Regions from separate parts of the Sus scrofa genome. Here all the other regions are linked to region 1. The links are chromatin contacts, called in public Hi-C maps. All regions are on one chromosome and are shown on one strand. The core of a region is the stretch at or near the end of the contact, and the rest is flanking DNA. Distances in the headings are between cores, read along the strand shown. Region 1 holds the start of TBC1D9 (TBC1 domain family member 9). Region 2 holds the start of RNF150 (RING finger protein 150). Region 3 holds the start of SCOC (short coiled-coil protein).

Region 1 (3,919 bases), core at 624-3,123:
AATGGGGGTGAGGTGCCAAATTTACTACCCTCACAATCTTGTTTCAATCAGATCCGCCCACTAAGTAGCAAACAACTAACTGCTGCAAAGTGGGGCCATCAAAGTCCTATTGGAGTTGAATTTTTCCATTGATGGGTGGGAAATCTCAGGTGACAAAGATTATGATGTCTTTAAGCCTATTTTATTTATCTGTTGAATGCCTCTTTAAGTGGTTTGAGACAATCCCACAGATCAAACCACCTGATCCCTTGTTGCGGTGGCTGTGGTGTAGGCTGGCAGCTACCTCCAATAAGACCCCCAGCCTGGAAACTTCCATCTGCTGCAGGTGAGGCCCTAAAAAAAACAAAAAACCAAAAAACAAAACCAGAATATAGCTAAGGACTTAATTTTTTTTTCTTCTCTCCTCTTTGTGTCCAATCTTGTTCTCAACACGTTTTTTTAAGTTTGTTTTGGTTTTTACCACTATTTTTACATCTTAATCTTCAAGAAGGTAGAGATTTTTGTGTGTTTTGTTTACTTATCCCAAAGGCCTAGAGTGCACGCATTCAATAATTACACGTTGAGTGAATGAACACATGAATTACATAAGTAAATAAGATTTTTGGCACCAAGAGATACAGAGTGTTAAGCTAAGATCATACTTTAACAAAGTTTCCTCGTGACTCAGTGGGTTAAGGATCCAGTGTTATCAGTGCTGTGGCTCTGGTTACAGCTGTGGCACAGGTTTGATCCCTGGCCAGAGAGCTTTGGGCTGGACAAAAAAAAAAAAAAAAAAAAAAATCACACTTTAGGGGTAGAGTAGAGAGGTCAAGACACAGCTTTGAGCACTGTAAGAACACCCCAAAAGACAGTACAAGGGCACTTAGCAAGTTTTTTTTAATGTTAATTATATAAAATAAAAGAATATCAATGGAAGCACATCAAAATATTAGAATTCTATATAGATTTAATACAACTTTACATACATACAGTTTGCAGTATTTTTATTTCTTAAAATTTACAATAAATTTTGTGAATGCAGGCACTGTACCTTGACCAAAAGATGTTTTTGAGTCTGTGTTAAAAAATGTGAAATGACCACAAATGTCTGGAAATCTAAACTATTTCCTAAAGAGGCAGGAGGTCAACGAATATGATAATGTAAAGGGAGACTTGCATTTCTCAAGAGCCCACTAGGTAGGAAACCAACATGTGCAGGGACATCTTCATTAAAATAGCTGGCAGGTGCTCACTGGACTATTTGAAGGAAGTCAGCAATCCAAGAGAGAGCTAAGTAATAAATGCGAAGTCCACACAAGAAAGTCTCATTTGAATGCTTTGCTCTTTTGGAAAGGGAGAGGTCCCTGGGGTTGTCCTATGTCCAAGACAAAGCAGAGTTTAGTAAATTCCCATCATCTGGGAAGAGGAGCCCCTTTTTGCTCAGCTATCAGCAGATCTACTGGGTGTAAAAAAGAAGTGAAAAAAAAGGTCATCGGATATGTAGGTGAATGGTCTGTGATGGCCACAGACTCGAAATACAAGGGAAAGAAAAACTGTCTAGGGATAAAGATGGCCTGGTTTGTGTGTCTCTAATTTCAATGATTCTTTTAAAAAATTTAAATCCATCCATTAAGTGTGAATAAATCCTTGGATTCTGCCATGTCCAGTTCTCGAAGCGCCAAATGCCTCATACAGGGACAGCTGTGGTGTGAATTAGTTACTCTAAGCTTTTGGGCTGCTTCCAACTTCGCTATTGCTTCTGCCCTACAGGTCAAGGAAAGAAGTGATGTAATGCACTTAGCTGGGCCACTTTAATTACAATGGAATGGAGAGGGGGAGGGGTTACAGGCGATGACAAGTTTAGCGCATGACTTGCCCTAGGGATGTAGGAAACAAAAACATCGACAACCATTGGCTGCGCCCACTTCCGACCCGGGTCCAGCTCGCAGCCTGGAACCTTGAAGCACGTTTCTTGGGAAGAGGGGTGGCGCTAACCTACAGAGCGTCAACCATAAACACACATACACACGCAGCGCGCGCGCACCCCTCCACCCCCACGGAGGCTGGCAGCGTCCTCCCTGCTGGGATGGGCGTGGGGCCGAGTGCTTGCCACCCGGTTCCCAGAAGGTTCCCGCAAAGCCAGACGCGGCGGCCGCACTCGGCTCGCAGGGCCGGTGGAGGATTCGCGTCCGCGGAAGCTGGTGTCACTCGGGCTCGCTCGCAGTGAGCCTCGCTGTCGTCATTCATTTGCAGTGTCCGGAGCGTCCTTCCAGCAGGGAGCTGGGCTTCGCCGAGGGTGCGAGCGGCTTCGACGCGGAGTGTTAATGCGCGGGGACCTCGAAGGCTTAGACCGGCTAGAGACGGAGGCGGCCCGGGCAGTGGGTGGGCGCTACGGGAGCAGCCGCGCCCCAGATCAGCTCGGCCCGACCCGCGGGGCCGAATCAGCTCGCGTCGCCCGCAGCCCAGCCCGCCGCCGGGCGGGATCCCGGGACTGAGCCACACCACTTCCTCCTCCTCCCGCTCCTCTTCCTCCTCCTCCTCCCGCTCCTCCCGCCGCCGTGGGCCCCAGGCGGGCTGCGGAGCGAAAGGCCTGGGTGTCTGCGGCCGCGGGCTCACGGGAGGCGGCGGCGCCGCCGCGGAGAGGATGCTGCTCGCGGCGCCCGCGTCCTCGCCGTCCTCCCCGCCACCCGCGGGAGCTTAGCTGTGGCCCGGGCGCCGCGGGCAGCCCCCTGGTGAAGCCGCTCTCTGCCGCGGCACCTTAGCCGGCGGGCGGGCGGGCGCGCGTGTGCCTGGGAGTGCGCGCCTGTGTGCGCCGGACCCGACCCGCCGCCCCATTGTGCGGCCGCCCGCGGCGCCCGGGAACATGTGGGTGAACCCCGAGGAGGTGCTGCTGGCCAACGCGCTGTGGATCACCGAGAGAGCCAACCCCTACTTCATCCTGCAGCGGAGGAAGGGGCACGCGGGCGATGGAGGCGGCGGCGGCGGACTGGCGGGTAAGGACTCGCGGCGTGTCCCCGCGGGAGGGGGGCCGGGAGCGCTGCGGCACCGCCCGCGGCCCCGGGCTGCGGGCACCCGAGACGCCGCCCAGTCCCTCGGGGCCCGGCGACCCGCCCCACTTAGCCGCTTGAAAGCATCAGTAGTCATCATTTTCGGACTGAAAAAAAAAGAGATGCCTCTTTTCTGCCGCTTCCAGGCGATGCGGGCCCTTCGTGGACCGGGAGCCCCATTCAGTGGGTGGTGTTGATGATGAGTGAATCTGGGGAGGGGGGAGCATAAGTCCTTATGATTTGAACGCGGCACTTCTCCCCTCCCACCTTTAAAAAATATTGCTTTATATACCGGCAAGAGAGGTGAAGGATGGCTAATTTTTACTTCATTCTCTTTACTGGTAATGGCAGGTTCAGGTATAAAATGTTCTTTTGTTTCCAGCGAAGCAATCGGAAAGGAGGCTGGTGTGGTCATTTCCTAGATTAGTTATGACCTAAGAGAATAAATAAGGAAAAAGGAATTGTTGTTGTTGCATCTAATTAGACATAAGAAAGCAAGTTATCTGGCTGTAAAAAGAATTAGCAGTATAACTACATTTTAACTCTTACCTCAATCACTTTCCCAAACCCCCGCACAAAGCATTGCTAATATTGTAACTATTACTAAAACCATGTGTTATCATTCAGGATTGTAAAATCAGACCCCTATCCCAAGAAGTGCCACGTTAGAAAGGTATTCCTTTATTAACTAGTTTGCTTGGTGGGCGATTACAGATCATCTCCTACACATACTGTCCTAGAGAAATTGGACCTTCTCCTCTCCCCAGTGGTTAGAATGAACAAAACTGGGATACTTTTTAAAATGAAAAAGTTAGCAAAAGAAACGGGAGAGGTTTAACCCGGAAAGAGATTGCACAAAAAAGATGAACCTTGACCTCTTCAGAGTTCAAAAT
Region 2 (3,919 bases), core at 1,023-3,522, 310 kb before region 1:
ACATGGACTTTTGTTTGGCGGCACCTGATATGATTTGATCCCTTCCTGGTGATGTTTATCTTGATCACCTGGCCAATTGGGTGTCTTCCAGGGTTCTCTTCAAAGAAGTCTCCTTTTCCCCCCTGTAATCAATAAGAATTTTTTGGAAGATACTTTAAGACTAGGTTAATATCCTGCTTTGGCTCAAACATCCACCCACCAGCTTTAACATCCACTGAGGACCTGCCAGAATCAACCAACATGGCCAAATGGTGACTTAACTATTTCCATCAACCATAAAAGAAGAGCTGTCCCTTATTTTTCATTTATTTATTTACTCCATCATTATTTATCCATTTATATTAGCATACATTCATGGACTACTGTTCTATCCAACAGGTTGTAATCACTTACTATCATTATTTATTTTGGTGGTCTATTTATCCCAGATTTGACCAGTAGGAGCTCTTTCCAGCTGGCTCATGTGTCCTTTTTGCATATTTCCATCATGCTTTGAGCACTTCTTACAAGAGTTTCCAAGATCACTTCATACTTTCCCAACCCAAGCCCTAGAATCAGCCCTGGTTCCATTTAATGGAGAAGAGTACTTAGAAACCTAGATCTTCTGGCCACCCACTGTGCCCATTTTTTTCTAGCTTCTGAATGACAATAGCTCTGCGGTATATATATCATGATTTCACACTCATTTTGGATCCAATCTAACACCTCGAGGTTTTTAATAGCTTTCTATCATTCCATATTTGAATTTCCTTCTCCAGCACTAAGAAATCCAGCTCCCACGATATTTAATATTTCACTTATTTGCCCAGTGCCCCTGTAATTAATCAGTCTCCCAAGCAGGATGGAGATCAAGAATCTCCTTGATCCTTCCATCTCTTCAGCCTCTAACTTTTCCAAGGGAAGGAAAGGGCAGGGATAGTCATGCATTCTTAATGACACAGGTTCACCAAGTTTTGTGGCTGGAAGAAAATCACTAAGAGATAGAGAGATATGGGGAACCACTTTGGTTTGTGAGGCATCTGTACAAAACCTCACTGGGCTTTTTTAGGCAAAGGACACTTCCCTCAGATCTCTGGTGGTTCAGAAACGAGCAGCCAGGCAGTCTCCACTTTTACCTTCTTGGTTTTAGGCACTATAAAAAGCACTGTCCCAATTGCCTAGAAGCCTATTTTCTAAAATGACTAAGTTTAGGGAAACACACAAATCCAGCACATCCAATACCATAGGGACAAATTCCTCTAAGTGGTTCTTCTTGTGCCTGCTTCTAATTTGGGTACAGCTGGGAGTCTTTGCTCTCCCCTAACAGCTACCAGCTATTTGTACTGCTGCTGGAAAAAGAGCAGTTGTGCTGATGGACAGCCATTAACAGATTTCTGTAAACACACTAAAGTCCTGGGGAAAAGGTGGACGTTTGTTTTCATCATGAAGTGGGTCCTCGGAGTGCTCTGTGCCAGCTGGGAAGTAAAATGTGGGTGATTATGAACCATCAAGCAAATTGTTTTCGAGACTACAGGGCAGGTATCTCAAGCTAAGGAACATGACCGTGTGAAAAGATAACAACCAGTCAAACATTAGTTGGTAAAGACCTATGCTACATCACAGTTTTAAGAACACTACTCTAGAGGGGCTGTACGCTCTGTTGACTAGTTGTGATCTCTATGCCAGACTAGACAATACACTGTAGACAATAATAACCCAAACAAACCTGCTTTGCCTATTGATACTAAGTCCTCTGTTACCAGTCAGAACAACCAGAATAAGTAGTGAGGAAATATCTCACCTGATCTCTTTCCTTATAGAGTCAGAAAACACTCATTCTATAGGAAAACAAATGTCACATGCTTGCTGCCAGATGGTAAGAAAGAAGCCCATTTCTATACTCACCCTAATATAGAGTGGTTCCTAGATAAGCAGCGTCAGCATAACCGGGAAATTCATTAGAAAAGCAAATTCTGGAGCCCCACCCCAGAGATACGGAATGGGTAAAGGGGGCGCAGATGTACACTTCGACTTGACAGGCACTGTTCTAGATAGTCCGGGCCTGGTGCTGGAAAGAACCTCGCTACCAACTAGCCTTACCCGCTGGCCCTAGGACGGGTAATTAGGGAGCTCACCGCAGTTCCTCCTGCAGTTCGGAAAACTGACACACACATTTCTCTACTTTTACAGCGCAGGAAGCAAGAGGCGCTTCCTTTTTTGCCTCCACCTGGACCAAGTCGCTGATTGGTTTGAATTTGAGACCCGGCAGGGGTCGCTGCTGCCCATAGAGAGAGACCAAGGGAGCGTGGCACGCGAAGCCCAGTCTTTGACATCACACTAAGCTCCTCCTTGCACACACTAGACACACACACAAACATATACAGACACACACACACGCAGACGGCGTACTTCTCTCCGGCCGCTTGCTCCCGCTACCCGCGAGCCGGCCCCTCCCGAGGCAAGTGTGTGCCGGGCGCAGCCAGCAGCGCGGCTAGGAGCGGAGCGCCCTCAGCCAGAGGGACTCGCAGCAGTGTCGGCCGCCGCGCCCGGAGCGGGACCCGCTCGTCAGAGCGCTCAGCGTCAGCGGCCGGGACACCTTGGCGGCACCTCCGGCTGGAAGCAGCCGCCCCCGCCCCCGCCGGGGCTGCAGGACGCCAGGCCGCCACCCGGCACGCTGTTGGGCCCCCTGCCACCTCTACGAAAGCAGGAGAAGCCGGGCGAAGGAGCAAGACGCTCGGCAGCTGGACTCTGTCGCAAGCCCCTAGCGCCCCCTCATCCTGCGCCCTTTCGGCGCCCGCAAAGCGAGATGCAACCGCCGCGCTCCGGCTGAAAGGGGAAGGGGCCGCAGCCATCCGCTTGCCTGGAATCCGGTCCCCGCGGCGGCTGCGCGTCCCGGCCACGGCCCCTCGGGCCCAGGAGTGAGCAGGAGCGGTAGCAGGAGGAGGAGAAGCGGCCAGCCCGGGGTTGGCCAGGGCCAGGGAGGAGGGACGGCGCGGGGGGAGCGCGCGGGGGGCGGGGAGGGGGACCCGGCGGATAAAGATGGCAATGTCTCTCATCCAAGCGTGCCGCAGCCTGGCTCTCTCAACATGGCTGCTTTCCTTTTGTTTCGTGCATCTGCTCTGCCTGGACTTCACCGTGGCCGAGAAGGAGGAATGGTACACCGCCTTTGTGAACATCACCTACGCGGAGCCCGCGCCGGACCCCGGGGCTGGGGCGGCGGGCGGCGGCGGCGGCGGCGGATTCGCCGCGGAGCTGCACACGGAGAAGACCGAGTGCGGGCGCTACGGGGAGCACTCGCCCAAGCAGGACGCCCGCGGGGAGGTGGTCATGGCCAGCTCGGCCCACGACCGCCTGGCCTGCGACCCCAACACTAAGTTCGCCGCCCCGGCCCACGGCAAGAACTGGATAGCCCTCATCCCCAAGGGCAACTGCACCTACAGGGATAAGATCCGGAACGCCTTCCTGCAGAACGCCTCCGCCGTGGTTATCTTCAACGTGGGCTCCAACACCAACGAGACCATCACCATGTCCCACGCAGGTAAGAGGCTCGGCGGGCGCGGGGCGGGGGAGGGGAGCCCGAGAAGGATGGAGACGCCGAGAAGGACCCAGCGCCCGCCTCTCCCTCCTAGCTCCTTTCTGGAAAGTCTGTGCTTTGCGAAAGCCGCGTTTCTGTTCCTTGAACCTACTAAGTTTTGCTATGTGTTACTTCGTGGGGTCTCCAAAGAGTGGGCTAACTGCATGGGATGCGGGGAGGAACCAGAGAGTGTGTTCCATTTCGCCTTGTGCCACTCGGACCAGGCTTGGCCCAGGGGTGCTGGACTAACTTTTCCGAGTCCGATCTGGAAGGTGGGGGACGGGGGACAGAGCTCGGTTGTTGTTTTAGGCCAGTGACGGCCCGGCACCTGTTTGGAACCGGTAGATCTGATAACCCAGCTCTGCA
Region 3 (3,919 bases), core at 628-3,127, 290 kb after region 1:
TGATTAAGAACTCGGATTTAGATAACCTGGATTCAAATCCTAGCTCTGCTATTTATAAACTCTGGACCATTAGGTAACCATTAACATCTCAGCCTGTCTCTTCTTTTGTATAATGAACTTAGTAACAACAGTACCTCATAGTTTCCTTGAGATTTTTGTGAGTTGATACATATAATGTGCTTGCAACAATACACAGAAGGTATTCAGTAATGTAAGCTATTCTCTACCTTTTAGCTCTATTTCAGGCTACAAAAAGAATTTTAGAAAAATCACCTAGTCCAATTGCCTCATTTTACTAATAAACCTAGGCCAAGATGATACTAATAACGGTTTACCAAGATCATTAGCAGAAGTTACCGACAACCAAGACTACAGTCAATGTCCCAGTCTAGTTTTTGTTCCACCACAGCACCACAGGTAAGCTTACATCTGAGACCTGAGATTTTGAGACTTCCCAGTCCAACCTCAACCACCCAACTTTTCTGCATCTAAAACTCATTTTTATCATGTTATCCCCTTACTAGTAAACTAATAAGACTACTAAAATAACATCACTATGCATTAATATACTAAATTCTTTACATCTGTTACTGATTCATCAAATCAACAAGACATTGATTGCAATTTACAAATGTGAACAATCAAGAATTTGAACTCAGGTCTAACATGAAGTCCCTGCTTTTTCCCGATGCAATGGAAGACACATTAATACGACCCTAAACTAAATGTGCCAAACATTCTGCAAAGTTTGATGTCAAATTCCTTTGATATTTCTATTATCTAAGCAACTGAAGGCAAATTTCATTCCCTTCAAGCTGCATCTACTTTCAGCAACGCTTGTTCAGATCCCTTCAGATTGACTTGTTGTGGTTAGGTAAGTCTAATTTTAAATTCCATCAGGTTAAGGAATTGATCATAAACTAGATCCCCAGCGTGGCTAGCTATACTGAGTTTAATCAATGAGTAAGTATAGGCACAGAATACACAGGCATAGCTTTGGAGCCTCAGGTACAGATACAGTGTTGGGAAAAGAGCACAGCATCTGTCCTTAAAACTATTACGTCATAGTACTGGAACAAAACACTGAACAACAAAAGTCTTCCCTTTCAGGAATGTCTCCGGTTTCTCCTTTCCAACCCTAACTCCCCCGAACTTGTCCAGCAGGACCCTGAAGAGTAGCCCATTGAAACATCAAGCCAATGGCTGGTTTCAGCCCCTGAAAGGATGTCGCCAGCCCTTGTTTTACCGCTCCCTCGCTTCCCTCCCCGCGCCTCGGCGTCCTCTCCCCCATCGCTGCAGAGCAGCCGCGGTCAAGTCCAGGCGTGCCTGGTCTCATCCCACCCGAACGCCCCTCCAGCGGTCCCATTTCAGGCCAGGATTTGGACAGAGGCCTTGGACTCAGGAGCTGCGGGGAAAGGTCCGCCCCAGGGAAGGAGGGTGGCCCCCAACAAAGGAACCTCTGGGCCCAATAATGAGACGATGAGAAAAAGGTTGCGCAGGGGTTTGCAGGGAGCCAGGCCCCAGTCGACCGGCAGATGCCCCGGCCGTAAGATGCTCTTCCCAAGTCCCCGAAGCGCCAGGCGGCATCCAGCCCGCCCCGCCCTCCAGGCCCTCGGCGATACCGAGGCCCCAACGCCAGCAGCCCGGGGTTAGGCCCTCCGCGGCCCACGACGGCCCTCACCTGCCGTTAGAGGCGCCGGCAGGGGGAGGGATCGGGAGGACGCCTCAGGCCGGGATACTTGGGTCGACTGGCACTAGCAGCCCCGCCCTCTCTGCCCACAGAGCGTGCGCCGAGGCGGGAGGCCCGCCCCGTCTCGCCCCCGTCGTCAGCCAATCCCCACTCAAGAAGTCACGCCTGCGCATTCGCTGCCCGACGCCCCAGTTGTCCAATCTCAAAGCCCCGGGATCCACCTTTTGCCATAACAAAAGGACACCGGCATCCAATCAGAATTGAGGAAGTTGTGGGCGGGTCCAGGAATCGCAACACCCAATGACAGTACAGGAGCTAAACTAAGCGTGTGAAAGCCAACCTGAGACAAGCCGCTCTTCAGTTTCAGCAGGACCCTGAAAATGAGGCCAGGAAGGGAGTGTGGCGAATTCTGTCAGCTGTCAGGCAGGAGGTTGGTAAAATCGAACACTGGGCAAGAGAGAAATCATTCAATATCAAGAAGAGGGCAAGTGTGAACATAAAGGGAAAAGTACTGAGGTTCTTCAATTCTAAAAGCAGACTTTTCCATATTTTTAAATTTCCCATTAAGTGCTCCCCTAATGGATTGTACCTCACAGCATCTTACCCAAACTGTTACAAAATTCACAGTGCGCCTGACCATTTATTCATATTTTAGGATTGAGAAAATATCATAGTACTATTTTGGTGTATAGCCCTTTTGATCACTTTATCCCATTTGATCCTCACCGCAACCCATAAAATGAAACTTAAGAGTAAATAAATGTCCTGCTCAAGGTATAGACACAGTGTGAAATGCTGTGTGCCAGGCTTTGTGATGTAATGTAATCTGGCTTTATACCATTCACAGATACCTGGCACTTGACACAAAGCAGCATCCTGCTTGTTTTTAATATTTGTTATTGTTTTTGCTTTGACACATTCTTCTGAGTTATAAAGGTGAGCCATGCGTCTTCCTATTTCTTGACTGACTTCTAGCACAGTTTGCTAAGATAGAGCCTTACCTCTTTTAAGAAATATATTTTAAAAATTCCATTCAGTGTTTGAAAACAGTTTGCTAAGATAGAGCCTTACTTCTTTTAAGGAATATATTTTAAAAATTCCTTCAGTGTTTGAAAACTGTGCCTTGACCAGAATTAAGATACACACCATGATGAAAATTTACACACCATGAGGAGAATGCAATGTAGGAGCTAATAAGTGGAAAATAAGATCCAACGTAAATCTAATAGGGACAAAATGAGAGAGAATGGGTGTGGGCAGTATTCAAAGAATAATAACAGAATTTTTCAGGGTTGTGAAATATTTGAATTAGATTCAAGAAGTACTTATTCTTGAGCAGGATTAAAATATGGAATTCCATACCTGCACACATTATGATGAAACTGCAGAATATCAAAGACTAAGAGAACCGTTAAAAAGAGAGGTTTTTTTTTTTTTTTTTTTCACTAGAAGAACAGGTTTGGGGTTTTTTTCCCGCTTTTAATTTTAAGTAGTGTAAAATATGCATAAAAGATTTATCATTTAAACCATTTTAAAGTATGCTGTTCAGTAGCGTTAAATATATTCTCCTTTTTGTGCAATCAGTCCCTAGAACTTTTCATCTTGCAAAACTGAAACTCTGTGCCCATTAAACAACTCCCCATTCACCTGTTCTGCCTGGCCCTGGCAAACACTACTCTTTCTGTCTCTCATTTTCACTATTTTAGGCACCTTCTGTAAGTAGAATCATACAGTATTTGTATTTTGTGACTAACCCATTTTGCTTAGCATAACATCCTCACAGTTCATCCATGCTGTGGCATGTTAGGATTTTTTCTTAAGGCTGAATAGTATTCCATTGTGTATATGGGTGTGTGTATTTATATTTTGTTTATCCATTAATTCCTCAGTGCACACTTGAGTTGCTTTTAGCTTTCAGCTACTATGAATGCTGCTATGATTGTGGTATATGCAAATATCTCTTTGAGATTCTGCTTTCAGTTCTTTGGAGAATACATTTAGAAATGGAATTACTAGATCATATGGTAATTCTATTTTGAAAGCATCTTTTAAAAATCTGGTATTAACACAAGAATAGACAAAAAGAAAGAAAGGCAAGTACTGCACCTGGAAGTTGGTACACAGTAAAGGTGTCTGGTAAGGAAGAAATGCTGGTGAAGTTGTGGGAAAAAGCTAGTATTTATTATTCTTTTTTTCTTTCTTTTTTTTTTTTTTTTTTTGTCTTTTTAG

The links. Hi-C and Micro-C count contacts between places; a contact is called where the count stands out from the background.
Region 2: a Hi-C map of skeletal muscle shows a contact between it and region 1, with 2.6 times the contacts expected there. The contact joins the promoter of RNF150 here to the promoter of TBC1D9 in region 1. A contact is called at or near these places in 1 of 5 promoter capture datasets (fetal skeletal muscle), 1 of 47 Hi-C or Micro-C datasets (skeletal muscle) and 1 of 2 datasets of contacts at active chromatin or transcription factors (skeletal muscle).
Region 3: a Hi-C map of skeletal muscle shows a contact between it and region 1, with 3 times the contacts expected there. The contact joins the promoter of SCOC here to the promoter of TBC1D9 in region 1. A contact is called at or near these places in 1 of 5 promoter capture datasets (fetal liver) and 3 of 47 Hi-C or Micro-C datasets (fetal heart ventricle, heart right ventricle and skeletal muscle).

The regions. Positions count from the first base shown.
Region 1 is chr8:86,400,872-86,404,790 of Sscrofa11.1, forward strand. TBC1D9 (TBC1 domain family member 9) reads left to right here and starts at 1,874. Exons shown (of 21, transcript XM_021101555.1): 1 at 1,874-2,972. The coding sequence starts at 2,843.
Region 2 is chr8:86,085,666-86,089,584 of Sscrofa11.1, forward strand. RNF150 (RING finger protein 150) reads left to right here and starts at 2,273. Exons shown (of 8, transcript XM_021101554.1): 1 at 2,273-3,517. The coding sequence starts at 3,019.
Region 3 is chr8:86,688,814-86,692,732 of Sscrofa11.1, forward strand. It overlaps SCOC (short coiled-coil protein), which reads right to left and starts at 1,878. Exons shown (of 5, transcript XM_003357017.4): 1 at 1,822-1,878; 2 at 1,682-1,820. The coding sequence starts at 1,863. LOC110262150 (a long non-coding RNA gene) reads right to left here and starts at 1,677. Exons shown (of 2, transcript XR_002346763.1): 1 at 1,623-1,677. It overlaps LOC110262151 (a long non-coding RNA gene), which reads left to right and starts at 1,916. Exons shown (of 4, transcript XR_002346765.1): 1 at 1,916-2,120.